Regions from separate parts of the Phocoena phocoena genome. Here region 2 is linked to region 1. Evidence: chromatin contacts called from public Hi-C data. All regions are on one chromosome and are shown on one strand. Each heading gives the region's core, a stretch centred on a gene start, on an enhancer-like site or on the middle of the called end of the contact. The rest is flanking DNA. Distances are from core to core; before and after follow the strand shown.

What was found. Hi-C and Micro-C count contacts between places; a contact is called where the count stands out from the background.
Region 2: a Hi-C map of lung shows a contact between it and region 1, with 12 times the contacts expected there. The contact joins the promoter of AP3S1 here to the promoter of TMED7 in region 1. A contact is called at or near these places in 2 of 2 Hi-C or Micro-C datasets (kidney and lung).

The regions. Positions count from the first base shown.
Region 1 is chr3:95,374,232-95,376,895 of mPhoPho1.1, forward strand. It overlaps TMED7 (transmembrane p24 trafficking protein 7), which reads right to left and starts at 1,346. Exons shown (of 3, transcript XM_065873544.1): 1 at 792-1,346. The coding sequence starts at 986.
Region 2 is chr3:95,586,098-95,588,761 of mPhoPho1.1, forward strand. AP3S1 (adaptor related protein complex 3 subunit sigma 1) reads left to right here and starts at 1,318. Exons shown (of 6, transcript XM_065873129.1): 1 at 1,318-1,548. The coding sequence starts at 1,480. It overlaps ATG12 (autophagy related 12), which reads right to left and starts at 1,161. Exons shown (of 4, transcript XM_065873136.1): 1 at 814-1,161. The coding sequence starts at 976.

The sequences.
Region 1 (2,664 bases), core at 96-2,595:
TGACCAGACCGTATATCACCTATTCTCTGCTCTTAAAGCACAATTCTGATGAATGAACAGGTACTAATTAAGAAAAGAACCGTAGGATGGGTAGGGAATCAAGAATGATGGCAGCGACCCTATCTATTTTGTTCACTTCTCTATCACCAGCACCTAGTACTCAACAGCTGTTCAAACACGTTAAGTCTACCAACAAAAAAAGAAACAGTAAAGACTGTTCTAACCAATTTAAGAAACTACGTTCTGTTAAACAGGCACTTTTTATATAATCCCTCAAATGAAAAGGGGCTTCTCATTTATCACAGCAATTCCTTCTACAAATCCTTTGGCAGATGGTCATGCGGTCTGGAATAGAGCTCTTCCAACGACAGGAACCACATTAACCAATAATCCTAATATCAATGGAAAAACTGAAAAGCAACTGAGTTAGATACCGGCAGCACTTGAAATCTGATTAAAGTGGAGGTGCGGATTAGACAGCGGCGGACTGACGTTGGGCACTATGGAACAGGAATACATTTTTCTTTTAAAAGGAAACTCTTAAAGAAGAAAGTTCAAAATGACGGACATTAGAGAAAAGACGGAAAAATCACAGCCACAGGAAGCATTTCTGGAATTTATATACCTTAACATCTGGTCTTAAATGTCTAATGCGCAAGGTTTCGGAGAGGAAAGCCAAATGGCCTGCATCAGCTACCTAGATGTGATTCCTGAATCAGCCAAAGAATGAGAAAACAGCCTTGACCCTGGAACCGCGAGCTGGGGCCCGCGACCGCCTGAGCTCGTAGTACCTGGAACTCGAGAGTGCACTTGGTGCCCTGCGTGATGTCCTCGTAGAAACACTGCTTGGCATTGTCGGGCAGCTCGAACGTGATCTCAGAGGCGCCGCAGGGCCCCGGCACCAGCAACAGCAGCAGCGCGAGCAGCCTACAGCCCCAATGGCCCGCGGCGGCAGCCCAGCGGTGCGCGGACCCCAGCCGGGGCATCCCGAAGCAGCGGCGGCGGCGGCCTCAACCGAGCTGCGGGGAGACGCGGGCTGACGTCTCCACGGACTCACGGCGCGCGGCAGGCCTCACCCCAAACGGCACCGCGAAGACGCACCGCAGAGTTGCTCCGAGCCCCGAGAGATTCGAGATGCGCAGCGAGTCGCTGGTTACAGGGTAGGGGTGCTGAGGGACCAGGGCCTAGACGCCAGAGCGAGCTGCGGAGCGCAAATAAAGACAGCAGAAAACAAGCGGAAAAGACTTGAGATAGCCGGAAGCTGGGACAAGAGACTGGGGAAAGAGGCGGGGCCTGAGGCACCTGCTCCAGCGACCCGGATGTGCTCTCCCCCGGCCGCGGGGAGAGACGTTGGAGTGAGTACGTGGAAGCTAGCAAGGCGTCAGCTAGGCCTCCGACAGCGCCTGGGCCGAGAGGCGTGGCCAGCATGGTGAACGTGGAGGGGCGGGGCGAGGAGAAGGGGTGTGGCCTGTGGTAGGAGCTGCCGGCCCGTGAGTGTTTCTGCCAGAGCTAAACGCTAGGGAGGCTCAGAGGGAGTGATGAAGAGCCGATATTGCTCTAGAGGGCTACTCACCGGTGGTAGAGCGCTTTGCAATTTGCAGAGAATTTTCTTGTAAATAATAAGTTTGGGGGGAAGCAGCTTTGCTAGGAGCGCGAATTCTGTGACCACCAGACTGCAGTTGTTCTAATCCCTACTCTGCTGGTTACTGGCTGTGTGACTTTAGACCAGCTACTTAACCTCTCTACTTCCATCTTTGAATCTGAAAAATGAGAAAAGTAATAGTACCTAACCCAGAGGGTTACTACAAGGCTTCACTATTTGAAAAAAACCCTAGAAGAGTGGTTGTCATACAGGAAGCATCATACAGTAAGCATGTATGTAGGAGCCAGGCAGGGAAGTCAGAGGGTGGTGGGAAGGCCGGGTGGGGAGGTGGAGGTGTTTGATGAGGGGGGTGATGAAGGACCTTTAATGGCCTCAGGTGCCCAAAGCCTCTGCAGGGGGAAAGGAGCCCCCAGGAGATGAGATTTGGGGGAGATTGCACCTTCCTGAGACCAAGTGAAACAGAGCAGGACCCTATGGGGCCTTCCCAGGACAGAAAACCCCATGCCCTAGCCGCCCCAACAGTGCCATGTCCTCAGCCTGCCTTTTGTATGTAGAAAAACTTTAGTCAAAGAATAAATTTAATCAAGAAGTGAAAAACTGCAGAAGCAAAAGAAAACCGTCAAACAAGACAAAACAGCAATAGTCATTAAACAATGTCAAGGACATTTAGTTCCTTCTCAAGGGCTATAGATAATATTCTGAGCCATATCCTTTGAGCAGCTGTCTTGTAGATAATGAAATCCCCACCAGGTGGAAGGAATTAACTACACGATGACCAGACTGTAGCCATGACATAAGCTACCACAATTCCGAGAACTGGCCTCAAAGAACTGGGAACAAACTGACCCTGGAACTGAAGACTAACTGTACTTAAAACAATCGAGGTGACACTGGTCAGACCACTGCATGACCAATTGCAGGACAACTGTCAGAGGTGACTGTGCTGTTTCTGCTTGTAGCCCCCTCCCTCCACCTATACACACCTGAAACTCCCCTTTAAAAGGTCTTGCCCACTGATTGATTGTCAGTGGAGAGTTGACCTTCGGCGGTTGCCGGCCTCT
Region 2 (2,664 bases), core at 68-2,567, 210 kb after region 1:
TGACTTAAAAGGGGGACAGTGCTGGGAGAGACCATTATCCTCCACAGCAGCAGAAAGTGAAGATGGATGAAAGGGCATGATATCACTGAGCACAACATGAGAAAACGAATTCCTGATTTTCTCATAGGCAACTCTACATAGAGTGCTCCACTTAGGAATTACTGTATTTTACAATGGCGAATTAATTCTCAAGAAATAAAGGGTTGAGGACTAATTCTCAAGCAATAAAGGGTCCAGTTTAAGCAACGAAATGATTCATTTACAAAGATTCCAAAACAGTGTTTTTGTTTTTTTTTTTAAAAAAGGCGATGCCTCTGCCTTTAGTTTTCCCTTAGCAGTCTTCATACTGGGTAAAACCCCAGTTTTTTGGTCCAAGGTGTGAATTCACACTCATTTGGTATAAAAAACAGCGACCTAGTCGGAAGGTGTGGATGCTAATTCAGATTTGCCACAGACCATCCTTATCAGCTAAAATCATTATAAGTACTTGGAACTATCCAGATCCCACAGAGTTCCCACCTTCAAAGAGCTCTCAGTCTGGTCATTTCAAAGGAAGATAAGAGTACAGCGTAATAAATGCCGTGACATTCAAAAACTGGGTACCACACCGCGAAGGTGCGTCCAGAGATAGCTTTCTTTCGAGGCACTTAACCCAAACGTCTTAAAAGCCTCTCTCCTCTCTCCTGACTGGTCAAAAACCTCGTCTGGAACCGGCCCTCCTCTAAATTTTGTTTCTTTATTAGCCGCCATCCCTATTCGAAGACAACCTCAACCTCCCGTCTCTGCCCAGAGTGAAACTGCTCTGAAAATTACTTTTCTTCTTGGTGTCACCGGCAGGTTCTTCTGTTCCCGGAGAGACTGCAGCGGAAGAAGGGGGCTCCGGAGTGGCTGTTTCTGGGGAGACCTCCGTGGGTCCTTCACCTTCAGCAGCAATTGAGGGAGGAAGCTGCAGCGAAGACTCCGGTTCCTCAGCCATCTTGCTTGGAGGGAGGTGAGGGCGGAAGTGGTGGCTCAGCGCATACAGTGGGCGTGCTTTGCGCCGAAGAGCGGCGCTAGGGAGGTGCCGGAGTAGGGGCGGGGAGAACCCAAACCACCACTGAGAGTCGGAATTGCAGGTTGGTCCTCTGCGTCGAACCTGTTGCAGTCCCCTGACCGCTGATAGATCAACTACTGTTTCCCCGCCCCCCCAACAGCAAGTTTCCGGAAAAGGTCGGTAGGCAACGTCCCCGTGAGCCGCCGGGAGCGCAAGCGCCCCTATGCTTCGAGCTCCGGCCTGAAGCTGTTTCCGCTTCCCTCCGCGCCGACCCCGCCCAGGCCCCGCCCTATCCAAGCCCTGCCCCGCAGCTCCGGGGCGCGCGCGCGCGCGCGTGTGCGGGAGGGGGCGGGTGGGGAAGGATCGCCAGCGAGATCCCGAGGCGAGGCTCGCGCGCCCGCCCCCGCCCTGGCCCCCAGCTCCCACCCGGTCGGCCCGGCTCAGCCATGATCAAGGCGATCCTCATCTTTAACAACCACGGGAAGCCGCGGCTCTCCAAGTTCTACCAGCCCTACGTGAGTACCCCGCTGCAGCCGATTCGGGCTAGGGGGAGTCGCTGGCGGCCGGCGGCGCCCTCAGGACGACCCCCTCAAGCGCGCCGCGGCCCTTCTCGCGCCCCGGCCGTCTCGCGCTCCGGGCTGTCAGACTCCCGGTGGGTGTGCCGGGTGCCCACCTCCCGCCGCGCTCCCTTCCTCCGACGTGGCTCTGCCCAGGTGGCTCCTCCGCCTGTCTGTGAGCTGGGTGGCTTCCCGGCTGCGCGGGCGAGGCCCTGGAGACTTCCCTGTGCGGGGCCGAAGCCAGTCGGTCAGCCGCAGCCCCCCTGCGCCCGCGAGCCCACCCGGCGCTCTCGCCGATCTGCAGCCCGCGGCTTCTGTTAGCAGCCGAGGGAGACGGCGCGGAGCCGGTAGGTCTCGCAGCTCCACCTCCGTGACTCCCAGCCTTTCCTGGTGGACTTCTTTCTCTTCTCCTGTGGACGGATGGGCTACTGTTTTTCGCTGCCATCCTGTCGTCACGCAGGAACTTTGGTTTCCTGCGTTTGGAGACATGCACGCTCAGTACAGTCTCTCCAGTAGGTTGCCTTACGGGATCTACTGCCCCTGTGACTTTCAGGTGTCTCCTTTTTAACGAAAAAGATAAGTGAGGACCTAACGTTTTTATGTGGCTTTTCCCCCAGTGGCTGCAATTTATCTACTCCTGCAATAACTGGCGAGGATTGTAGTTTGACCAGTTAGAACTGTGATGCTATACCTGAAAGTTACCATTTCAGCGGCTGGTTTGGCATTTTTCTACGTAAGGGAGTTTGTCCTAATTTATAGTTTTTCTTTCTCCTTACGAAGAATAGTAATATCTGTTAAACTCTTTTAGAAGTGTAAATATTGTTGAAAAATGCAGAAGATTTTAAGGTAGTGAAGATAAGTAATTTATCAGTGTTTGAGGGAGGGTTACAGACAGATGTGCTTATCTGAGGGCAAAATTCACCACTATGTAGAACACAATATTAGGCTCTCAGTGGTGGGATTAATGTAATGTAAAGAGATAATACCTATTGCGTAGTATTGGGCATTTTGCTTAGAGCCAAAAAATGAGCTTTCAGCTAAATACTGAAAGTGTGGAAATCATTCCTGCTGTTA